2 separate regions of the Mus musculus genome follow, and region 2 is linked to region 1. The links are chromatin contacts, called in public Hi-C maps. All regions are on one chromosome and are shown on one strand. Each heading gives the region's core, a stretch centred on a gene start, on an enhancer-like site or on the middle of the called end of the contact. The rest is flanking DNA. Distances are from core to core; before and after follow the strand shown.

What was found. Hi-C and Micro-C count contacts between places; a contact is called where the count stands out from the background.
Region 2: a contact with region 1 is called in a Hi-C map of the G1E-ER4 cell line, with 4 times the contacts expected there. The contact joins two enhancer-like sites. A contact is called at or near these places in 6 of 484 Hi-C or Micro-C datasets (the G1E-ER4 cell line, the HL-1 cell line, brown adipocytes and 2 more).

Annotation. Positions count from the first base shown.
Region 1 is chr5:51,851,278-51,858,343 of GRCm38.p6, reverse strand. It overlaps a transcript of Ppargc1a not described here. Among named protein-coding and RNA genes, the nearest start is that of Gm40302, 280 kb to the left of the region's middle. Within about 2 kb of position 4,448, at least 31 of the 459 cell types and tissues checked have an H3K27ac peak or open chromatin away from gene starts, as enhancers often do. A contact at or near this core is called in the G1E-ER4 cell line, where this site is marked.
Region 2 is chr5:52,061,218-52,068,283 of GRCm38.p6, reverse strand. It overlaps a transcript of Ppargc1a not described here. Among named protein-coding and RNA genes, the nearest start is that of Gm40302, 66 kb to the left of the region's middle. Within about 2 kb of position 3,028, at least 10 of the 459 cell types and tissues checked have an H3K27ac peak or open chromatin away from gene starts, as enhancers often do. A contact at or near this core is called in the G1E-ER4 cell line, where this site is marked.

The DNA of each region.
Region 1 (7,066 bases), core at 3,199-5,698:
AGGAACTGAATCTGGGTCCTCTGCAAGAAGTGGTCTTACCCACTGAGCCATCTCTCTAGCTCAACTTTCATAGATCTTAACAACTGCTGAGAGATGAAAGAGCTGGTATTATATTGATGACTTCACTTTTCTTTTTTACACTAGCACTAGTCACACACTCATAAAGAACAAAGTGCTTTATATTGATGTACTTTGCTGACATATACTGCCTACAAATTTAACTGTTCAAGAGCTACTTGTCTGTGTGTGCTCTTTCACTCTTGGCAGATTATGTATCCATTGAAGTTGTGCTGTCAGCCTGTAGGCATCTCCTACAGTTGTATAGAATGGTACATTTTTATATACTGAAAGTTTAGTAAGTACCTGTTGGCTACATATATGGCTGAATGAATGGAAGGAGTAGTCAATTCGATATAATGAGGTTACAAACTTAAAAATACTATATGAAATATGTTTGTTTCTTCAGCAAAGTTCCTTGGGCCATTTTTTAAAAAAAATACGCAATATTTCTGAACAGTGAAAAAAGACAGAGAAAATAATATAATGAATACAAATGTCCAAGAAGCGCCCGTGTGTTTAATATCCATATTTAACAAGTGCTACATTTGTCATGTTTGCATTAGATTTTTATTCTTTAAGAAATGAAACAGTTCAGTTATGTGAAAGTGCTGTTAGCAGTCTTTCCAATCTGTTTCCTTCACTCACCTTTCTGAGGTAGCCACTGTTCTATAATAAAATATAATGTTTTTTAAAAAATATTTTCCCTTATATCATCCAGAGTCTTAGAAATATTAGATTTCACATGGTGGCACCAGGTTCTATACCCTCTTTGATGACTTGCTTTCTTTGGCCAGTATTACTACTATTCCCCCATGTTGACAATATAGATAACCTAGTGCCTTCATTTTAGCTGATCTTTGTTTTTCCTTGACTTATTTTCTGACTATTGGTATATGCCTATTTCCCCAGTTCATGGATACCTATGTATCTTTTTTTTTTTCACTCTTGCTAACTGTGAAATCACTAACCCCCTCATGGTTATCTCCTGCGTACAAGAACAGACCCTTTAGGCAGGTACATGGAAGTGAAATGGTTCAACCATTGCTATTATATTTTCAATTTTACTAGATACTAGTAAACTATCCTCCCCAAAGGTGTTTAATTGACATACCCATGTAACAGCATGGGTCCTTCCTTTGGTGGAGTAGATAAGAATGAGACCTAAAGACTTGCATATTTGATTGTTTAGCACAGAGTTTGAAAAAAAATTAGAAGGATCAGGAGGTTTGGGCTTCTTGGAGTGGGTATGACTTTGTTGAAGGAAGTATGTCATTGTTGATGGGCTTTGAGGTTTCAAAAGCTTACGTCAGAGCCCGGTGGTGACACATGCCTTTAATTACAGTACTCTGAGGTAGAGGCAGGCAAATTTCTGAGTTTGAGGCCAGACTAGTCTACAAAGCAAGATCCAGAACAGCCAGGGCTACATAGACAAACCCTGTCTCAACAAGCAAGCAAGCAAACAAACAAACAAACAAACAAACAAACAAACCAACAACCAACCAACCAATGTGAGGCCTGGTCTCTCTTTCTGCTTGTGGAGCAGGATATAAAGCTCTAAGCTATTTTTCCAGCATAATGTGTACTTGTGTGCCGACATGTTCCCTGCCATGATGATAATGGACTAACCCTCTGAAACTGTAAGCAAGCTACCAATTTAATGCTTTCTTTTGTAAGAGTAGCCATGATCATGGCGTTTCTTCACCATAATAGAACAGTGACTAAGATTCTCCTCATAGTATATCAAGTTCTAGTTCTCAGTGATCATCAGCTCAGAGTCCTACCTTGCGCTGGTTCGCTCTCGTCTCATTTTAACTTCCCCATTCTTCCTTTTCCTTCTCTCATACCATCTAACAGTCATTCCACTCCCAACTCCCCACCTTCATCTGGAAGAATATCCATATAAAGTACTGAGGGGGTGGGTAAGTCATGAGGGGATACTTAGGGAAGAAAGCCTTTTGTGGAGGACAGGAGTAAAGACAGTGGGCTTTTAAGAACCTGAAGGAAAGCTCTTTCACAAAGAGGAAAACAGAAGTCAGCTCTGACTGCAGGCTTCAGGAAAGAGAGTGTTTAAATAGCAGTTATAGGGAACAACTAGAGATCATGGTGAGAAGCCACTGAAATGAAGGCAGAGAGCTAGAGATGAGGTGGAACCCCGTGAAGTCAAAATACTGTCTGCAGTTAGTTCATTCTTAATGAAAGATTAGAACAGATCTGGATCAGCGAGAGGCAGGGTGCACCTGAGGTTTGAAGTGAGCAAATGCATTCATGTGTACTTCTGATTGAAACAGACATATCCAAATAACTTGATGTTTTAGAACTTCCAAGTCATGGATGTCTGAAAAGCAATCGTGTTTCCTGAGACAGCATTGAATCATATAACTAACGATTTTAGTCAGGACCAGTTGGATTCTACACTTAGATAATCTTGAGGCTAGCTGCTTTCAAGAGCTGCTTTTGTAAGCAAGTGGGAGAGGAAGTGGTAAGAAGGAAGCATAGACAATAGAAATCTGAGGCTTCTTGCCTTGGAATAGGTGAGATTTTATAGTCAGTGTGAACTACTTGGCAATGTTTTCTAGAGGACAAGGTGAGCTTCCATCAAAAGCAAACCACTTTCTCTAGCTCCTCCACTGGGGGCCCTGTGATCCATCCAATAGCTGACTGTGAGCATCCACTTCTGTGTTTGCTAGGCCCCGGCATAGCCTCACAAGAGACAGCTATATCAGGGTCCTTTCAGCAAAATCTTGCTAGTGTATGCAATGGTGTCAGCGTTTGGAAGCTGATTATGGGATGGATTCCCGGGTATGGCAGTCTCTAGATGGTCCATTCTTTCGTCCCAGCTCCAAACTTTGTCTCTGTAACTCCTTCCATGGGTCTCTAGCTGCATATGTATCAGAAGATGACCTACTCGGCCATAAGTGGAAAGAGAGGCCCCTTGGTATTGCAAACTTTATATGCCTCAGTACAGGGGAACTCCAGGGCCAAGAAGGGGGGGGGGGAGGGTATGGGGGACTTTTGGGATAGCATTGGAAATATAAATAAAGAAAATACCTAATTAAAAAAATAGACATTAATAAAAAAAAGAGCAAACCACATAGCTATAGGGGTTTAGCCAACTCTTCAGGTTTGCACATGAGAAATTGCGAATAGCCAAGTTAATGGCTATTGCATTCCCTATGGCCACACAGGCTGAGTTCTGTGCTACTTTCCTCTTTTATTGCTGGGAGTTGGGGGTGGGAGACATTTCTAAGGAGGCATTTATTGACTTCTTGTTTGGAAAATAAGAATCTTGATCAGACTAAGGGATAGTTTAGCTCTCTGTTTAAGCCTTAGGAGCAGAGGGGCCTAATCATACAGAAATGTAGATTTGTGTGGAATTTCTCAGGCCAAGCCATCAAGGTATAGGTACTACAGAGAGGCTGAAAGGAAGGAAAATGATAAAAGTTCAAAGGCAAAAAATGCCTTTTCTCTTTATGGCAAGTCAAGAATGAATAATCCCACGCTAATCTGGCTTTCTCTGGGCCTACTGCTCATTTGCTCAGAGTGCATTGAATTTATCATCATCGGTGTAGATGGAAAATGGAGGTCAAATATCATTTGGGCCCTCATCATGATAAAAATGACCTCCAAAAGGTGGATGACAGGTTGTTATTTTATGCCCTGGAAAATTGCAAAGATCAGATAGAGTCTCTTTGGTGCTTTTTTTTCCCTTTCTTCTTCCTCCCGCCCTTCTTAAATGGTGGATACTAACTTTCTTTTCCAATACAGCGTAAATGCACATTCTGATTTGTTAGAAGTGCAAGCAAGGTTTAAAACAAGAGCAATCTATTTCTAACTGGCAATTTCCATCAGTCCAGGTTGACTAGGTACCTTTCGCTGTGTGAGTTCTTTACAGAACCACTGACAAGTCATAAAAATATCCAGTGCACAAGCGTGACATTCAAACACACTGTCTCCACTGTGTATAGTTCATTGACTCCCAGAAGTCATCTATTTATAGCAATTAATGATTTCTGAGCAATTAGATCCCCCTGCTTCAACAACGATCATGTTGTAGGATAAATCCTTCCCCACTGAAATGCACATGGCAGGCAGTTTCAGATATGGGAAGAGATGCTGAAGTTATCTTGCACAAGGAAAGGAAACTCCCCCTGCCCCTCCCCCCCCACCTCCCCTAGAACTTGAGGTGGGCTAGGGGTGACCTTAGATAAAAATTGTCAGGAATGGTCTCCAACATCAAGAACTTTTCAAAGTCCAGAAGTCCTTAACTGCCGTAGAGCTTTACCTACAAGACTGATAGAGTTGGTATCTGCTCGACCCTTTCCAGGGACAGCCTGGGTACTGCACTGCAGCCTTCTCCACTGGGGGTCCTTCATGAGACAGAGCTGCTTTTCTCTGCTTTGCTTTTCTCTGTAAAGATCATTGCAAGGGCTTATCTTGGGTAATTGTTATTACTGCCATCTGCATTACGGTATAATTACCTTTCCAAAATGCTCGATCTCTTTAGCTGATGTTTAAAGATAAGTAATAGCCAAATAATTGCAAGGCTCGGGAGACAGAGCAGGAGCCCGCTTGTAAAAGGTGGGCTGTGGGCGTAGCACACGTTTCTTTCTCCCGCTTTCACTTTCTGTTTTACATTTATGCAGACTAATAACTAAGACTTGTAGAACTTATCTCCACCCTAGTATGACAAGATTGGCAGGGTCACAGAGGTAACACTCATCAAACCTAATGAATTGGTTAGAATGAATTCTGGGCTGGAGAATTTTTTTCTGCTCCTGAGTATTCAAGGGTAAGAAAGCAGACAAGATGTGTAGAGATCATCCAATGGTAAACTGGGAGGAAACAAACTTATTTAAAGGGGTCTCTTTATTCCTGACTGGAATAGTTTTTTTTGGTGGCCCCTTTCTCTGTACTTCCCAGGACAGTGTAGTGATTCAAGCATGGACAAGTCTCTGCTAGCATAATCTATCTTTGGGAACTTGTGAACCTAGTGATTTTTGCTATGAGTCAAAGTATATGTTAAAACCTAAAAATATAAATAAAGAGGCACGAAAAAGGAAGAGAACAGTAAAGAGAGCAAGCTGAAAGGTGGATTAAATGGTAATGTATAGAAAAATTATGTCAATGTCTGGGAGAATTGTGTGAAACACAAATATCAAATTCATAGTCTCAAATGTTATTTTAATTCATGCTAAGTATTCGAAGCTTTTGTTCTTCTGAAAATTCACTTGACTAGGCAAAACTGGCCCAAGTACTTATGCTCCTAAGTTATTAAACAAGTTAGGCAGATGAGTGACTTGGAGCACGAAGAGTCAAGGGCTAGTTATAATGATTACAAAACATTGAGATAAGTATTAGCTTGTAAATTGCCACCCACTCCCAACCTCATCTCCACAATGAGAACTTTTGGCAGACATAATTAGTATTATGGAGATGTTTAAAAATTCCAACCATCTGAAAATTACTTTTGCTACCAATCATACTAATCCTTCCATTAGAATTATATCGTTTAATCTTCACAAGAGCCCTGTAGGTAAAATTATGATCTTTTCAGTTTTATAGGTAAGGAAACTAAGCCTAAGGGATTTAAATAAGTTGTCCAAAGTACACAGTTAATACAGCTAGGTTTTGAACCCAGGCTTGTGTAAGGCAAGCCTAGAAGCTCGTACTCACAATTACTTGGTAATTTAATATCTATATTCCAACCATGTAGGAGTCTCTCTCTCTCTCTTTATATATATGTATATGTATATGTATATGTATATGTATATGTATATGTATATGTATATGTATATGTATATGTATATGTATATGTATATGTATACATATATACATATGTGTATGACTCCTTAATTTATGTTTTGGATGACCATTGACATTTGAAATTTCCACCTCAGACCTTGACTATTTCAGAGTACCATTTTTGGTATTTGGTGCTTAAGGATGGGACTTCTGAATTGACAGTTATTGTAAGCAGCTTTATCAGATATTTTCTAGAAAGGCAGGCAAGAGTGAGAGCAGGGAGAGAAACCATGAAGAGAGCGACCACTGGTGGGAACTGGAGGGCTCTGTGGGGCTTTTTCTCTGATGGCTTAACCAGCTACACATGGTTGAATCATTGCTGACTGTTTTAGGAAAATGCATTTTTCCCATAACAGGCTGCTTATCTACCCAGTTTATTGTAGTCTGTCTCCCTTTTGTTTATTGGTGTGGTGCAGATCTCTACAGTATATCTCTCTACTCTCTAGGAGGCAGTGCACTGGAACCCGCAGCACAAAGAAAAGCCATAGTACCTGTCCTGGCGAGTTTTCTGATAAGGAAATTGACAGTCAAGCAATCAACACACCTAGGCTTCACAGAGAAGAAGGAGTCATTTGGCATTTTGTAACATTGAGAGCTGGAGAGATAGCTCAGTGGTAAAGTGGTTTCCTTGCAAGCATGTGCATTTGAGTTCAACCCCAGAATCCATGTTTAAGCAACCAAAGCCAGGCACCGTAGCATGCACTTCTAATCTTAGTCCTATGAAGGCAGAGATAGGTAGATTTCTTGAGGAAAAGTTTCAGGCTAATGAGAGACCCTGCCTCATTAAAAGGGAGATGGCACCTGAGGAATAACTTCAGAGTTTGATCTCTGATCTCTACATGTAGCATGTATATGCCTATATACACAGAGACACACACACGCGCGCGCGGAGACAAAAACACACACAAAGACATACATATAAACACACACACACACACACACACACACACACACACACACTCACTCTTCCTGTCACAAATATAAAAATGAGTTCTGGGTCTTGATCCACAAGTGATGTTCTCTGTGTAGAAACCTGACTGGAAGTGAGAACTTGTCAGGCAATTATCTTTCTAGAGTTTCTAGAGTTAGTTTCAGGTCTTTTATGAAGCCTCTCACAGCTTGCAATTAGTGGAGGTAAAGTAGATTAGTCCTCTTGGGGTCTCAGCATGGAGTATTCCCTGCCAGGAGGCACTTGTGAAAGGCT
Region 2 (7,066 bases), core at 1,779-4,278, 210 kb before region 1:
ACGTTCCCTCTGTTAATTTGACTATCTGGCTGAATGACGTTTTAGGGGAAAGGTCAGTTAGCTTCTTTCTCTCTTTTTCTTCTCCTTTGGTTTTTAGTTTGTGGAAGAGTCCAGACAGTTCATGTACTGGGCTTTGTCTGCCACGTTGTGCTCTCTGAGTTCTCTCTTCTACTCTGTCTGAACACAGTCAGAGGTAGTACAAAGAAGGATGTTGTGGATATGGCCCCAATAAAGTTTTATTTGCAAAAACAGAGGGTGGGCCTGCTTTGAAGACAGGACAACAGTTTGCTAACTGCCACCCAAGGACATTGCTTTCATCCTTTGGCACTCCTGCTTGGACCTTCCTTAACCTGAGCAATGTCTGCACAGCGACTCACTCAGCCCCTTCTTATTTATTGACTTGCTTTGTTCTACACGTTCGTTTTATAAGGGACTCTAGGTCACCATTATAGAAAAGTGGTATTATGTGTTGCTAAGATAGAGTTACTGCAAGTTAACAGCAATGAAGACAAAGCAATCCGGTCATGAGCTGTTATACCTTCCCCTTCTCCTCCTCCCCCACATCTTCCACTTTGTTTGCCTCTTCCTCTTCATTTTCTCATAATAAGATCATTTAAAATCAGTCACTCAGAATGGATGATTGTCTCTTGAACATCTCAGAAGGATGTAGTGAAGCAGGTACCGTCCTGGAGGCTGGATGAGAAAGGGCTGGAGCAGGGAATGGCTTGCTCTATGAAAGAGTGGATCATAATATAACAGCGAAGAGGGATTCTGGCTTGGGGTTTGGATCGAGAATAGAATATACATTAAACTTGAATTCCAGATTGCATTAGTCAGGGTTCCCTAGAGTCAACAGAACTTATGGAATGTCTCTCGATACTAAGGGAACTTATTGTGATGACTTACACTCTGTAGTCCAATAACCTAGCAATGGGCAGTTGTGGATTGGAAGTCCAAGATCAGTCCCACAGGCTAGTTGTTTAATCTGGTCTTTGTATAAACTTGAATACTGAAGATGTAGATTCCAACAGATGTGCTGGCAAGTAAGTGCTAGCAGTTGAAGAAGAGTGAATCTTCCTTCTCCCAGTGTCCTTATGTAGGCTTCCAGGAGAAGGTGTGGCCCATATTAAAGGTGTGTACCACCATGCCTAAATCTCGGACTTGCTTTGTCCCAGGCTGACCTTGAACACAGAGATGTTCTTGCCTTAGTCTCCTGGGATTAAAAGGCATGTACTACCTTGCCTAGGCTTAAGCTTTCATGACCACTATACCTCAAGATCTCCATGCCAAGATCCAGGTCAGAAACTTATGTCTTCCAGCCTCAAGATCTGGATCACAAGTGAGCCCTCCAATTCTGCATTGTAGTTTACTCCAGATAGAGTCAAGTTGACAACCAGGAATAGCCACTACACAGACCAATGATCATGTTTTAGTATAAATATACCCCCAATATTAATTATATTGGAGCATGCTTCTACTAAAAAAAACATTTGTTTTTTAAATCTGAAAGTTGAACTTAATTGGTGTCTGACTTTTCTTTTTGCTGGATCTGGTGCTGTAGTCTCAAATGTGTGTTTCATGGTGGGGAGTAGGCATCACATGTAGAAACCCACATTTACAATCCCAGTAGTGTCATAAGGAGAGACTTTGGATGCCAGTCTCTCCTTGTGAGGGAAGTTAGGGCTTTCATAAATAGGCTGGAAGAAGCTAGCCCCATTTACCTGGTGCATCTAGATACACACAGCTAGATGATGCCGTCTATGAAGCAGGAAGCAGGTCTGAGGAGACACCTGACTATTCTACCGTGATTATTGGCTTTCTAGACTCAGAACTATGAGATGTGATCCTGGTGTCTGTATGCTGTCCAGTCTAAGGTGTTTTGTTATAGGAACCTAAATAGCCTGAGACACCTGGCAACAGTAAAGGCTAGTTAGTGGGCGGAGGAGGGTTGGCGCACTGGTGCGTGCAGACAGTAGGCACGGAAGCATCATCTGTTTACATGATAGATCCCACAGAGGGTCTCTCGAGAGGACAGATACGCTGATCTTTCTTGGAAAGCTTGGGTCAGAAGTAAAGGCAGATGCCCTGACTTGGCATCTTAGCCAGAAGTCTGTGCACGACCGGGTTCTGTGCAAGGAAACCACCGGAGGGTTAAGAGGGAGGCGACGTGGCAGGACAGAAATGAGTCTTTGAATCGACTTGGTGTTTGCCTATTTATGTAGCTCCATCATGGCCTCCAGTGCCCTGGAAAAACAATCAAAGGAGAATTTAGAGCTGTTCTCGGATTGTCAGTTTTTCATCTAAAAATGTTAATGTACATTAAACTTTTAATTAAAAAAAGCATATCCCATCACAAACTATTTTTAATATGGAATATTTAGCGGCGATGCGCACATTCTGTTCTGAGCTCCAGCAGGCTATTAACCAGCATAATTTGGGTTTTAAAAAACGAACTGAATTAGGTTGTGTACCCTCAGGTTAAGCCCCAAACAAATCACATTATTTAAATTGACACCTCGACAAGGTATGTACATGTTTTCAGTTGTCCTCTGCAGGGTGAAGCTTCGATTCTGTTGTGATTGTCTGATGGCATCAGAAATGCCAGGGACTGACAGAAACATTTATGGAAAAGAGAAAAGAGGAATCTCATTACAGGTCTTTAGAACCTTTAGACTTGGTCTTTTTTTTTTTTCTTGAAAATAATTTTATTTATGTAATTTCAGGCCTGAGAAATTTGAAAGGGCTCAGGGTTGCCTGGATTTAGCTGTAAGTAACTGTGCAGTCGTGAGCTCGCATGAGGATGCATTTGGACATGAAAACCTAAAGTTGGCAGGATCTTTTCTCTCCTCTTTTGTCTCTCCTGGTTGATTTGGGCGCGATTATAATCAGGAAATAGTTTGAATGTGCTAGGACCCTGATGATTCCTAATTCCGGCTGTCACGTGCACCAGCCACTCCTGCTCCTCCTCGGGAAGAACTGAAGAGGCAGCTGATGCAAGTTGCCTTTTCAGACCGAGGAGAACTGGTGCACGCCTAGCTCACCTGGCCACTAGGTGGCACTGCAGCCACAAGGAAGTGTGGTCACAGTTACATAGTTCGGCTGTGCCATTAAGGAAGTCCTCCAAGGCTCAAGATGGGAAAAGGACAGCCTGTGTGTCTCTGACCTCCCTGGATGGCATGGCTCTTCGGAGCTTGCTGCATGCTCCGTGTGTCAAGGCTGCTGCAGGCAAAGAAGCTTATTTGGTTAGGATGTGAGGTTTGCCATCCGTGCCATGGTGTGCGCACTTGTGAACATTGAGGATTTGTTGGGACCCGTGCTAGTTGAAGTGAGAAGTGGGTTCTGAGCTGTAGTCTTTGCTCCAGCTGGACGACAGATGGTCTCCTGACCCTACCTTTTTCTTTGGTGTTTATGTACTGGAAATGTTCTCTTCACAGCGACGGCAGAGTTCTGGAAGCTGGGAAATGTCACAGCATCTCTCTGTGTGCCAGCCTTCTCCTTCCAGTTGTTTCCTCTGTTTCTAACCACTGAGAAAAATATATTATCTTCCAGAGGAGTGCTTTCTACTTTCCCTTTTACAAACAGAAGTGGAATATGTGAATCCTAAAAGCCTCATTCCTGCCTCAAAGGAGATTCTAGTAAGAGTATCAAACATTAAAAAAAAAGAGGAAAAACAATTTGCTTTCAAAATACAAGAATTGTCAATTTTTTAGCAATTTGGACAGGGAATCAGTAGATTTGGCCTAATTGGTGAAAGCTTTGCTATTGATCAACATTGAAAAGTGTCTGGTGAAATGAAATTTCCTATCAAAATAACACTAGGAAAAGCTGCTTAAGAGTTCTCCCACAAATAATAGAGTAGAAACAGCAATGGCTGTGCCTGTTGAGATCCTACTATGTGTCAGACAGTACTGTGTAGCCTAAGTCTGTGAAATGGCTATTATTATTTAGCATGTAAAGACATGGCTGTGGTCTTGAGTCAGCCCCTGGCTTGGGCTCTAATGGCTTCAAAGCTCCATAGAGAACTATACCTGTTGGTTTGTGACCCATGTGTGTCATTGTTTGTGAAATGGCTTGGTAAGGGGACATGAAGGTAGAGACAGTCAACACTGCTTCTCATTGGAGCCCCTGGGTTGCTGTAGAGACTGGCTTGTTCATAGTCGGACTTCAGTACACACTTGTTCAACCCACAGATAAAACTACCAGGGAGCTGGGTTATCTCACGGTGTTGAAACAAACGACTCTGTCTGCTCTGATGTGTAGAAGACTGGGATAGCTTCAGAGATGTGTGTATCTTTCCAAGTTGGAAGGATGGGGACTGATTTGATTTCAGTCAACCTATCCTTAGTCTTGAGCTCACTGGGGTGGCCAGTATCACTGAATTACAGCATGAGGCACGAAGACTAAGAACCTTCTAGAGCCTTGGCTGCTAGAGTCCAGGTTGTCTGATTTGGGTTAAAGGGTGGTTAGTGAGGTTCCATGGAGAACGTTAACTCTTAAAATTTCAAATCTTATATATAATGAATAATAGCCACATTTTAAAAGATTGATGTGATCCACATTCCTAAAAAAACAAAAAAACTAGATAATTAGCGTAATTTGGAGGGGACATGAGAAATGAGAGACATATAGAATCTATTTCACTTAAAAATATCCATGTTAACAAAAGAAGACAAGAAAACAGGAATGAGCTTGCTGGGAAGAAAGGGGGAGTCCAGGGAGAGTGGATAAGAGGGGGGAGAATATGATCAGAATACTGCGTATATGTAAGTGTATATGAATGCATGAAATTGTGAAAATAAATAAAAAGTTTTAGTTACAACAAATGTTCATTCTAGAAAAATGAGCGATTATAGAAGAGCAGACTGAAATAAGATAAGTCACCATTTTTGTTGAGAGTTAGAGATGTACATCATAATGTATATAAATATGTTTATATATATACACACACACAAACAATATATGTATATATTGTTGTGCTTATGTGATTTTAAAGAGAGATTATGCTTTGTAATTTGCTTTTGAAGAGCAATAGATTGTATACATTTTATGTGTCAGTAAATTATTACCATGTCGTAATTTTTAATGACTGCAGAGTGACCTACCAGATGAATATATCATAATTTATTTCACCAGCCCCAATTCTTGGCCCTTTGGATGGTTTCCAGACTTGAACTGCAATAGAAACATATGTCAATGAAATATCTTTTACTAAGTATCTTTATGCAGTTGGCCTTGACCCACGTGGGACCCAAGCAGGTGATTAGGGAAGTTAGCCGAGAGGTAGAAGCTGGTCACCGACCACCTCTTTTGGCCTCACCAGTGTAGGTCACAGAATATATCTGGTGGCAGTGACCACTGTGTCTCAGGGAGACTTCTGGGAGTCCTTCAGGAGCAGAGCAAAGCTATGCCTGGAAAGGAAGCCAAGTTCAAAACAGGCCGATCCAGTGAAGTCCTTAGCCCTGCAAGTGGGACTCAGACCATGGCTCCCTCTCTTGCTTTTCTTCTCTAACATACTATCTCCTCAGTTCCCTTCCTGGTTTTGTGACCTTTTCCCTTTCATTTCTTCCCTACCCAACAGTTATTAATACTTCTTCACTTCCTGTCTTCACATTTCTCTTCTTGTGACTCCCTCCCTGTTTGAGTGGGTTCATCTCTCACCGCCTGTTAACTCTGGAACCCCAGTCTCCTGAGTATTCTACTGTCTACCAAATGCTGGGCATTCACATTCTGGAAGCTTCTAATGGGAGACACTGCTTTCCATGGGCTAAGATTTTTACTCATCTGGTTCATTGCTTGTTACACTGTTATCTCTCAAACCTTGCCAAGTCTATCCAGCGAGCTCTGCGTGTTTGGCATCGTGCCCTTGCCTCTAGGCACCACCTCTTCCCCAGTTCTTACTCATGTCACCTTTTGCCTGGGTGGTTGCGGTGGCCCCATATGGTCCCATTGCCTCCCTGCCATGGCCAAGGTATCTTGCACAGGCTTGGCAAACTTATCTTCCCAGATAGGTCACTGGACTGTTCCCTTCAAGACTCTCAGTAATTTGACCTCAAAGTACCTCCTGGCCTTGGCTACCCTCTTTTTCAGAGTTAAGAGTCTAAACCAGTATCCTGATTATGCTAGGCAAGGGCTCTCTGCCTCTGAGCTACAACCCTCTTGGTCCCATTTCTCTAATGTGTCCGTCATAATTCAGCCCATCTGAGCTCCTTTCTACACTCTTTGCTCATGATTGTCTCCGAGCTGGGACAAGGCCTGCTTCTGCCTTTTAGGATCTTAAAGCACAAATGTGACCTCTTCCAGGAAGCCTTGCTTGGTTTCTGAAGCCAAAAGTGACTGGGTCCCTCTTGCACATCCATTTGCCACTGACCTGAAACATATACTGTGGCTAGATTGCTTTGTGGCTTAGGTCCCATTTCAGACTTTAATTTCTATGTGGATAGGAATCTGAATCCTTCTCCTCTCAGGTCAGCCTCCGTCTCTCTCTTAACTCAGGTCTTACCCCTATTGCACGTTCTCAGAGACGACTGTTTTCGCAGATAAATGAATGGGGGACTTAAGGTACTTTATCTCAGTGTTTGTTGGGCACATAACCACACTATAAAGCAAACTCTAAGGGCTCCGTCTTGCGCAGCACACCCTCCTAACCTGTGTTTGAAAGAGCAGTTTTCTTCCTGGGCCTTCTCCTCGAAACATGTCCTGGCAACACGTGTGAATGGGATTCAAAAGTAGCTGCTCAGAAGGCCAGTGGAATTGTCTGGAGAGTTCTACTTTTGTAAGCGGGAACCCTTTTCTCTGTCCTTAAAATACACTCTGCCCCATTCCTAGTGGAAAGGTCACAAGACCAGAGCCAAACAAGTCGGAAACAGTTGGCCTCTGCTACCTAGAAACCGTGTAATCCTGGGCAACTTTTGTTACTTGTGACAAAGTGATGACTACCAAGTTACTTAAAAATTGCGTTTGGCTGTTGGTCCCAGACATTTGAGATGGTGACTTGGGAATGAAAAGATTTATTTTCTTTCTTGTAATAGTCTGAAGATAACCCAGAGTTCCTAGGAAATTGTGACCT